2 separate regions of the Mus musculus genome follow, and region 1 is linked to region 2. The links are chromatin contacts, called in public Hi-C maps. All regions are on one chromosome and are shown on one strand. Each heading gives the region's core, a stretch centred on a gene start, on an enhancer-like site or on the middle of the called end of the contact. The rest is flanking DNA. Distances are from core to core; before and after follow the strand shown. Region 1 overlaps Grik4 (glutamate receptor, ionotropic, kainate 4). Region 2 overlaps Grik4 (glutamate receptor, ionotropic, kainate 4).

What was found. Hi-C and Micro-C count contacts between places; a contact is called where the count stands out from the background.
Region 1: a contact with region 2 is called in a Hi-C map of cerebral cortex, with 2.8 times the contacts expected there. The contact joins two enhancer-like sites. A contact is called at or near these places in 7 of 484 Hi-C or Micro-C datasets (adipose-derived mesenchymal stem cells, cerebellar granule neurons, cerebral cortex and 4 more) and 3 of 9 other capture datasets (adipose tissue, embryonic stem cells and liver).

What each region holds. Positions count from the first base shown.
Region 1 is chr9:42,799,489-42,805,025 of GRCm38.p6, reverse strand. The region is part of intron 3 of Grik4 (glutamate receptor, ionotropic, kainate 4); the gene reads left to right. Among named protein-coding and RNA genes, the nearest start is that of Gm36590, 130 kb to the right of the region's middle. Within about 2 kb of position 2,860, at least 36 of the 459 cell types and tissues checked have an H3K27ac peak or open chromatin away from gene starts, as enhancers often do. A contact at or near this core is called in cerebral cortex and muscle stem cells, where this site is marked.
Region 2 is chr9:42,547,853-42,553,017 of GRCm38.p6, reverse strand. Grik4 (glutamate receptor, ionotropic, kainate 4) reads left to right here. Exons shown (of 21, transcript NM_175481.5): 15 at 2,502-2,611. Among named protein-coding and RNA genes, the nearest start is that of Tbcel, 78 kb to the right of the region's middle. Within about 2 kb of position 2,642, at least 26 of the 459 cell types and tissues checked have an H3K27ac peak or open chromatin away from gene starts, as enhancers often do. A contact at or near this core is called in cerebral cortex and muscle stem cells, where this site is marked.

The sequences.
Region 1 (5,537 bases), core at 1,611-4,110, 250 kb before region 2:
CTCCTCCTCTCCCTCCTCCCCATCCTCCCCTCCTCTTCCTCCTCCTCTTTTTCTTCCTCTCCTGTCACTTTTGACTAAAATAGCTTTTCATCTGAAAATCCTTCCCCTGGGGACAGCAGCATCTCTTATTTCGGGTTTTAAAATATTGAAAGATGGATAATCATGGCTTGTATGGTCTCTTACTTTGCCTTGGCATTTTTACCCCCAGTAAATTACCAGATGATAGCTGACAGAGGAGGAAACCAGCACGGATCAGCAGGAACTTCAGAGGGTTGGTCCTGATGCTCAAGGGAGTCTCTCGGCATTGGTGGCACGGGACATCGGGCAGGTTAAGGCAACAACTGAATCTCTTTCTTGTTTAACGCTTTCCTACACAGCGCAGCAGTAAGAGCTCAGACTTGTCTGATGCTCAGCCTCACTAGGTCCCCCACCCCCCCATCCCCAGGCACTTCACAACTATAAGTTTCTACTTAGTTGACTTCCTCCAGTGACCCTCAATCCTTTGCAGAGAATGTCTAACCTAGAGCATTCAAATGTTATCAAGATGAAGCTAACAGGAGGATTGGGGGGGGGGGGAGACCAGTGCGAAGAATAAAGCCACTGGTTACTGATCTCATCCGCTGTGTATGAAATCTATTGGGCACACTGAGACAAACCTACTGCCGATTTCTTAGCCTTGTAGAGGATTCACCATGGGGTATTTTGAGTAGTGAGTTCCCCTCCTAATGTTACAACATGATTTGATTTATGAAAGTCTGATCATTGTGCAACTTTTCTTCTTTATTCCAAATTGAATCAGTTAGGTAAACAATCAGCCAGTATTTCACCATAGTGGCAAATAGATATTGATGACCCTTCATGTGTCACCTGGACAGGGGACACAAGGAAGCCTTTGGACCACAATCTCTTCTTTGGTGAGCATCTCAAGGGAGTCTGTGTCTGTCTGATTCATGCGTTTCCTCTCAGGATCTAGTCTTGACTGCAGGGCCAGGCTTTCCCACCATCTGCTGAATGGGTAATATATGGCAAAGTTTGAATTTTGAGCCACCCTTTCAGTGTTCCAATGCTCCCCCTGCCAGGGTGAGACCATGCCCAAGCATGGCATCCCATTTGCCTGCTAGCCCACAAGACGTAATTAGGAAAAGTGTAGTGTGAATGTGAAATGTTCCCAGAGTGTGTTTGAACTCTTGGTTGACAGCTGGTGATGTTGTTTTGGAAGGCCACAAAACCTTTAAGAGGTGGAGCCTCACCGAAGAATGAGGGAGGGCCACTGAGCAAGGGTCTGGAGGCTTTATACCCCAGCCTCACCTCTTAGCTACTAGTTTTCTGAGTGTGAATGTACTGGCCCTCTGCTCTATGCTCTTGTGGATTGCATCCTCCTCAGCTGGGAGCCACAATAAACCCTTTGTTCCTCAAGTTGCTTCCTGCCACTTATTTGGTCACAGTAATGAGGCAAGAGACTAATACAGAAAATGAGTATTTTGCCTCCAAAGTGAATGTGTGTTTCTGTAAATGCACTTGCATTCAGATCCTAGACGACTGACTCCCTCTATCTTGCTTCTGGACCCACCCACTTGAACCTACACACTTTGGGGTGGATATGGGAGCTGGCAGGAGTTGGAGAGCTATCTAGGTCAGTGTGCCCAGTGAAGTCATCGGCCAAGATGACACAACTCTCCAACTGGTAACGTTGGTGCCATGGTTTGCAGTGAATAGAGTGTTCTGATGTGTTTACTGGGTTTCTAGGAGACAGGCAGAAGGGGGCATGTGCTGTGAGGAGGAGTCCAAGGCTCTCAGGATTTGTGGCTTATCCAGGATTCTACCAAAGTAAATGGTAAAGTCAGAGGATATGAACTGAGCAGAATCTGAGGGTGTCACAGTCTGAGACAGCCTTTTGGCAGCACATTCCCTGTGGCCAAGATCCAAAAGCTTCCAGAGGCCAGAATGCTGCTGTCTGGACCTCACAGAGGAGTAGGCAAATCATGGCAGTGACCATTAGTAACTGAGGCTTCTCTATAATTTTTCTCAGCATATTGTGACGAGTCTTTGGGGCTGGGCATTGGCAAAGGTTACAGTGCAGAAGCATCGGAGGTGAGACGTAGGGCCCTGATTCTGTAACTGCGAACTGTGGATGATGGAGTTGGTTTCAATATCATTTGGGTGTGTGGCTGCCTATGTTTATTTGTTCTGGAATGGTCTGGCTTCCCTGCCTGGGACTCGAGTTCATTTTGTCTGGCTGTGATGATATCCACTCCTCAGCTGGATACATCAAGGTCTAGCCCTGCCTGAGGAAGTGACCGGTACACTTGTTAGTCACCACTGGGTTGAGCTGGGAGCACACGGTACTGAAAGAATCTTATCAGAATTTCAAAAACCTGTCTTCAGCTCCATGAAATGGCTTGCAGAGCCCTAGGATGTGGACTGAGTCATTTGTACATTGTATTTGAGGGAAAGGGGGTGGGCTTCTGGAAACTATGAAGAGAGATCTTTGTTTCCACATTTAAAAAAGTCTATCTGGCAGATGGAATGGGCATTTTGGGTACCAGGTGACCATGAGAGGTTTAACAGGGATTTCAGCATCAAATTGAAGATTTCACCTGTCACCCTTAGGACCCTTAGGGTGTGACAGTTTAGTTAGCCTTTGGTCCCATTTGCACATGGAAGACACTTCTGTTTCATTGTGGTTTCATTAATAACCATTAACAAGAGCTTAAATTGAGACAGTCACCTGCCTAATTAAAGCCATGACCCTACTTGGCTCCAGTTGCTTGGGGGAAATCAGGTAAGACATGCTAGCAGGCAGATCTTGTTTTGTGATACAGTCCAGACTCTCTGGGGGCGTCCTTTCTCCTTGTGGCTGTGGCTGTGTGGTGGGTGGGAGAAGCAGCTGCTAGATCTTAGCTGAGTGCTCGCGTGGTGCGAGTCTGAGTCGGTGGGATGCACTCATGAACGCCAGCAAAACCTGAACATTCCTCTCGTAGCCTCTCGGCTCAGCTGCAGGCAAGACCGCAGTCACATTTAACTCTCATTAGTCTGGATAAGCAGACACACGTCCCCCGCAGGGTTTATGGAAGCTGCTGGGGGCACTCACAGGGCATCAGGATGCTGTAGACAAGCCAAGAGGCTTCCCAACAGCCGCTCTTGCAGATGGGTATTTCTTCTCACTTGGTGGCTGGTCAGCTCCTAGAAGACTGAGTTGATGGCGCCTAGCTAGGCTACAAAATGACAAAGAGAATTGTGGAGAGAACCCAGGCTAATCCAGGCCTAACTTTTCATGCACTGGCATCTACTGTCTTCTTCGTCTGCAGATAGCATTCCTGTGCTGGCCTCAGGAGGCGCCACGCGTGAGTCCAGTGTGCAGCCGTGCTTGGGAATGTCTGCTGGTGTGACCTCTTTAGATGACCTCTTTAGGTGCTCGCCTCTGAACCTCTACCCCAGGGTGGCAGGCACTGGCCACAGCCTGTTCTGTTCCTTTCCTCCCAGGTTTGAGGTGGGCTGGTGTCCATGGTGAACTTCTCCTGCTCCTGGGAGCTCTCACCCCTGGAAACCTCAGCGTGCCTCAGCTTGCCCAGCATATCACTGTCAGCCTCAGGACTTACCCACCTGTTTCATACACATGTTTTCAAGAATTGTATTGTATTTGAATTCCACCCACACCAGGCGTCTAGGAGCATCCCATGGGGGATAGTCTCTGTCTTTTGTCCCTTCACACCAGATGGCAGATCTTATCTTGACTCCTGCCCCTCCTTAAACTATCCATGCCAGTTCTCTCTGTCCCTTTCAGGAGGCACCGTGGAAGAACTGCTTACCCAAGCCCCTTTACCTCCTCTCCCCTCTTTTCCTATCAACAGCGCTCAGAATCAAACTCGATTGTCAGGCTTGGTGACAAGCACACTTAGCCACTGAGCCATCTCCGTGGCTCCCTCTTCGTGTCTTTCAATCTCTGAATATGGCTGTTTCTCAGACCTTTGACCTCAAGTGTCTCCCATATCCACACCACGGCTGTGGTGATCTTATGTATGTCTACGTGTCTACATAGATGATCTTCCGGTCTCCTCTTCAGCTCTGAACCCATCCTGTAGCTCATCCATGCAGCAATCTACCTGTCATCTTCACACGGGTGACAATATAGACTTAGATATGGCGTGTCTGCAGCTGAGATCTTATCACCTCCTGGCCTGCTCTTCCTAGCGTTTCCCCACTCGTGAGCTGTAATGAGAGGGATGCTGAGATGGCTCAGGAGGCAAGAGTGCTCGCTGTGTAAGTGTGGGAATCAAATCCTCAGCATCCATAGAAAAAGCTCCTCATGGTTACGTGTACCCAAAACCCCAGCACTGTGGAACAGGTGGATCCTGGGAGATTGCCTGGCCATAGAGCTGAGTTCTTCATTCAATGAGTGACTGTGTTTCAGGCATACAGTAGATCAGTGGTACAGGAGAACACCCAGTGTCCTTCTCTGGCCTCCACAAGTGTGTGGATGCATGTACCCGAACACTCGTGTGTGTATATACACACACATATCTAAAAATACAAACACAGACCAGGCTCCCTTTCTCTATCATACCTGTTTGAAATTGGGCTTCCAATCTTGGAGCCATCCTTCATCCCATCGACCTCTGACCCCGCCCCCTGGCCATCAAGTTCTGTTGGTTTAGCTTTGCACATCCAGCCAGTTTGACTCAACAGCTTCCTGCTAGCACGGGCGTCCCTTCCCTGTTCTGAGTCACACTGACTCTTTCCCACAGTGCCACAGACATTTTTCTCTTGTTTCCTAGCTCACGGTTATGTCACCTGTTGATCTCAAATATGAGAGAGCAAGAGCAATTCTTTTAAACTAGAAGTTGGGTCATGTCAGGTTGCTGCTCTTCCCCTCATCAGAGAAAAGGATGGAGTCCTCTCGATGACCCTCAAGCTCTACATGGCTTGTCACCCTTCTGTTTGTTTATGGTTTATTTCTGACAGCTTGCCTGCTGCTCATGGCACGCCAGCCCAGCCCACCAGCATCTTTCCTTTCCCCCAAACATATTGAGCATGTGTCTACCTTGCAATCTCTGTGCATGCTCTTCTCTCTGCGCACTGTAGCAGCACAGTTCATTCATGCAGGATGGTCACACCCTTCAGAGCTGAGAGCCTTTGGGAGGTGCAGACTAGAGGCCCCACTTGGTGCAGAAGCGTTAACAAGAACTTTCCCGTCACCTAGAACAGTACACCGACACAATAGGCAGACTCCAGGTCTCTGTTCTCCAAGCTCTGATTTCCAATCAAATCCAGGTCTTGGGGCTCCTCTGAATCCTGCTCTGAGAAAGCCTGAGCCAGCAGTTAAGTGCCTCAACATCAGTGTGAGCTGAGAATCTCTGTCCCTTGGATTCAAACAACCCAGCCCCACTTGTGTGGTCCCTGGAGTCCCCACATCTCCATTGTGTCTGAGTTCCGAGCTTATCTTGGTATTGTGTCTGTGCCAAGCTCCTCAGGACTGTGGCAAGGCAGGCCTTACTTATCTCTGTCTTCCAAGAACCCACAGGTCCAAACCCGGACCT
Region 2 (5,165 bases), core at 1,393-3,892:
TTTGTGTGATGTCCCGCACCATATAAACCAAGCCTCTAGGAGTTTGTCTCACGGCTCTGCATCATTTCTTATCAACCCTAACCGAATATGGCAGCTTTAAATAGTGCTGCCATTTTCCTCGGGTTCACGGCTTGTGATACAATCAGGTATAGATTTCTGACATGGAACATCTAATGGAGTTCAGATTCAGAAAGCAGCAATGAAAGATTTTTTTTCCCCCTTCCTGGCTGTCTCACACTTGAAAGGCACAGAATAAAACAGTTTTAACAGGTCACATAGAATTCATGTACATTTATCGAGAGGCAGTCTGCAACCAAGCGTAGCCCCGAGAGTGGACCAAGCTAGTGATTTCTACTGCAGTACAAAAGTAGCAAAGGTGGTCTTCTTTGAGTCCTTCATCACCTGTGTGGGTTCTTCACACTCTGCATCTTTCTGTGTCTGCCACGGGATGCTAGGGCGATGAGTAAGACAGTCAGCCTGTGGTAGACATTGCAATGAACAACCGTGGACCCAGCTTCTGTTGCCCCTGAACCCCTTGTTTCTTGTTACAAGATTGATGTAATGATGGGAGCAAACACACTCATGATCTGGTCTCTAACCTGCCCCCCTTCTCCTGTTGCTGCTGCTGCTTCTGCTTCTCCTCCTCCTCCCCCCTCCTCTTTCTGCTAATGCTGCTTCTCCTTTTCTTGCTCCTCCTCCTCCTGTTCCTTTCCCTCTTTTGCCGTCCTTTGCCTCTTCTTCAGACTCATTTTCCCAACCAGCCTGATCAAGCGTCCTCTGAACATCAACAACCATTCATGTACTGGGAGAAAATGCCCTTGGATTCTCCCTGGCCTGTGCTATACATGGAAAGAAAATTATTTTCATAAAGGCTTCCTAAGAGGTTCTGGTAACATTGATGAAAGACGGCAGGTCTCAAGAATGACTGCCTATAAGCAGGGCAAGTGGTAAAGCAACTCTGTGTCCCTTTTGTGCCAGGGGAAAGTAAAATTCTTCCCTAGGGCATTGAGGATGCTCCTCCTGGTTCTCTGAGAGGAAATGAGAAGCCACCCATAAAAGCTGAAGTCACTGAGGAATAAGGCTATGCAGGTACCATGGGGTCACTCACACAGAAAGCTATCGAGGCAGGCACTGCATACAGGTAGTAGGTGCTATTATGACTGATATAACTTTAAGTGTGAAAGCAGACCTACTCATAGATTGGCTTAAGGTGATATTGACTTCTAGTTACATCCACAGACTTCCTGGATTCCTGAGATCATAAAAATTACAGCATTTCCGTTTCGAATGGCCCTTAGACAGCATCTAGCCTGGTGGTTTTGTAGTAAACAGAAGAAATAAAGCTGACAGCGGAACGTGGCTGGAGAGAGCACACCCCACCTGTAGCGGCAACCTCTGCTCAGCTCCTGTGCCGTCAGACCGTCTAGGGCAGTGGTTCTCAACCTTCCTAGTGTTGCAACTCTCTAATACAGTTCCTCATGCTATGGTGACCCCCTGACCATGAAATTATTTTTGTTGCTGCTTCATAACTGTAATTTTGCTACTTTTATGAATTATAATGTAAATACCTATGTTTTCTGATAGTCTCAGGCAACATCTATGAAAGGGTTATTTGGTGCCCCAAAGAGGTTGTGACCCACAGATTGAGTCTAGGTGTTCATTCTGACGTAGGGTGTTTGTTTCCTTTACGAAGAAAGGAACACAGATGTGTATGTGAGCTCTCTTCAATGAAAGACGAAACACTGTAGGGTAATGGAGCAAGCCTGCAGCTTTCAGAGAGTGGGTCTGATCTAGCCCAGCTTTAGCTGAGACCAGACAGGATCAGGCACCAGACGCCTTGACACCGTCTTTCACATTCTTTCTTGTGAGACGTGGTGGGAACTTGGAGCTGATTTTCCTTTCCTGGCTCCAACTTCAAGAGTTGCAAGCACATCAAGCTATGAGGGGACCGGATGGTGACTTCGAGTTAGAAGATGTGTCTCTAAGTCATCCATTTGCCATGGCATGACTTTGGGTGCATCTCTTGGGCTTTGGTTTCTTCACTAGGAAAATGGACAAAATCGTCTGAGGGGCCCTCAGGACTTTGTTTCCATTGTCTGAGGACACTTGGCAAAGCAAAAAGCCAAGGGAACAAGCCATATTAACACTCTCAGGAGAAAGATGCAGACATTAAAGAGAGGTGCTGAGGTCAGACCCCTGTACAGCAACTTCACCTCACAGGTCCTCCTGAGCCCCAAGGCAGTAGTCGCAGGTGTCAAAGGGCTGGCAGACTTACTCAGCACAAAGCCTCGTTATTCCTGGAAGAGACAGACCCACACTGCTCTTTGATTCATCACTAGATCGGGGTTTACAAGGTGTTGGGCTACACTATCATCTCTGGCATTGTTAGAATCACCCAGAGTCTCCCCAGAATGCTAGGTCCAAGCCAGTGCTCATGCCCTGCCCTGCCCAAAGCCATTTTGACTATGTATAGTGAATCTTATTTTCATCTTCATTTTCAGGGACGCAGACCGGGCTATTTCTCCTTCCTGGATCCCTTTTCTCCAGGAGTCTGGCTCTTCATGCTTCTAGCTTATCTGGCGGTCAGCTGTGTCCTCTTCCTGGTGGCTCGGTACTCTTCCCTTTCCTTCCCTGTCCTCACACCGCCACCTCGTGTCCACTCTGGGAACTGCACGGGGCGGGGGGTGGTGGGAGGAGAGGATGGTTTAGAAGACCTCGGGTGCCAAATAGAGATGGCAGAGGGACTGGGGGCCTGAAATGCTCTCTGCCCAGCTGTCAACCTCACACTAGCCGTCCATCTGCCTGTGCTTGTGTTCCCTACCATGCACAGTGCGGACAGGTTTGCTTGTCTGCGTTTGCTTTTGTATTCTGGCCTCCTGCATCCTTGCCACCCGCCCCAACTTGGATAGGAACTTTGGGAAAGAGGAGAGAGGGAGGGGGCGACAGGAAGACTGCTCTAATTAAGCATGGTGCATTTGGGTACCCTGGCATCCCTCCTTGCTATGATCTGCCCTAAAGTCCTGAATGATGAGAAATGGAGCTTGCAAATCCAAATAGAGTTGGGGGGGGGGGGGCGGGGACAAGGGGGACAGAGGCCACAGTGACACAGGCCGGGGAAAATGCTTCCTCTGCAGAGGTTGGCTCTGCCTCTGAAAACACAGCTGTCTTGGCAAACAAAACCCACAGAGGGTAGCAGGCAACAAGAGGGTACATTTGTGCCCAGTACTGAGTTGGGAGAAATGGTAAAGGTTAGGGGCCAGGGAAAATTAACCTTCCCTTGTCCGCAGAAGGCAGGAACTGTTCCTGGTCATATTGAAACACTCCAGGGTATCTCTAAGCTGTAAGGGATTGTTTGCCCCTGAGCTAAGGTAGCCTGAATTTCAGGACAAGCCACCTTCCACCTGTTTAAGTCCCCGCCACCTGCTCAGTTTATCACAGGGGACTGTTGAGTGGGAATGGAGAATAGCTTAGAATGAGCTAGAAATCCAACAGAGGCTCTGTGGCAAGTGACTTCTTGTCTCTAGGCCACAGCATCGGGGCCAGATGATCCTTTGGATCCTGCTCTATCTCTCAGAGGGGGGGTCTTCCTGGGGTTGTGTTCTGTCTATGGATTGGGTGCCCATGCTCTTTCCACTCAAGAAAGGCAACAGGAATGTATTGAGTCTTACATGACCCCAGTGTGCCTCTTCTTGTGGTGATCAAAGGCTAAATCAAACGGCCTAGTAGTCTTCAAAGGCACCGGGGTTTGCTCTTGTACACCACCCACCTCTCTTGGCCCCATAGGCACTGCCACTGTCAACTATCTGTTGTCAGTGACAGCTGGCGAGGTGCGGGAGCTTGCGTGCTGTCTGACACTTCCATTCTCCACTTCGCAGCGCTGTCTGCTGCTGTGTTTAGGAAGCTGTCTGTGAGATCCAGGCTCTGCTGCTTTGAGATTCTCTTTGGCCCCCTGTGGCTAAGGCTATATGTGTGGACAGTTGGCTCTAGTGGAGTCTGCACAGCTTTCAAGTCACCTCTAAGGCTCTGCAAAGGGTCTTAGTGCTTTGTTGCTGTATAAACACTCAAAAGGGACTCACCTAAAGCTACCCTGATGGGCTCTGCACCCTCCTTTGTGGCTGCCACGCCCATATACTGTCCCAAATCTGGCATTAGAAAATAATAATAATAATAATAATGACAACAACAACGACAGCAATGACAACAACAAAAGAAAATACATTATTAGCCTATTGTGGTAGGAGGCTGAGGCAGAAGGACTGCCATGCATTTGAGTCTAACCTGGGCTATGTAGTAAGCTCCAGGCCAGCCTGGGCTAGAGTGAGACCCTGTCTCAAAGAATGAAAATAGAAAAGGCAGTAAAGGGCTAACCATATGACTGCATATTTGTATGCTATGCAAACCTGGGATATTCTGCTCTAAGGCAATGGTTTGCGCATGGGTTCCACGGAGCACAAAGACTCCTGGGAGCCTTCAGACACATGTGGTCACTGAGAACTCTGAAGCCCCAGTGCCTGTTCCTTCAGACAGGTTGTACTTTCACTTCCGTATGCTGTAACTCTGGTTGAGTTTCTAGAGCAGGAAAATTAAACTCCAGGTACCCCCCCCCCATCAGAGGTACCTCACAGCGCTAATACTTGTACCTTTGCATCTCTAAGGCTGGGATCTAGGACACTGCATCTGATAAGAGGGAGTCAGTGGCTGTCAGTGTGGATACGGACCTGGAGCTTACAAGTTTTTAGTCCTCATGCAACTCACAGGCTTATCGTACAGGGGCTTTTAAAAACAGGCCTCCCTGGCAGTTCTGATGTAGCTGGGGTTTGAGACCTATAAAACTAGGGTGAGAGTTTTTAAGCTGGGGCCCTATGGGACCCTTGGAACTTTTCCTGGTCTCCTTGGAAACTCACCATGAAAAAACAAGGTCCCTTCCAGGCTGCCCATCCCTGTGCTCCCACCTTCCTGACAAAGCCATCACCTTTAGTCATTTTAAATATTGGAGTTGAACACCTGAGTTTACTTAAGGGAGAAATGTATTTATTTGAAGGATTCAATAAAAATAGTTTGTGAAGCACTGACTTCTCAAACTATTGAAGGGGGTGAGTCCAACCCACCTCACCCCCTCCACGGGAAAAAGAAATCCAAGGATCCAGGTATAGCAGAGGAACAGA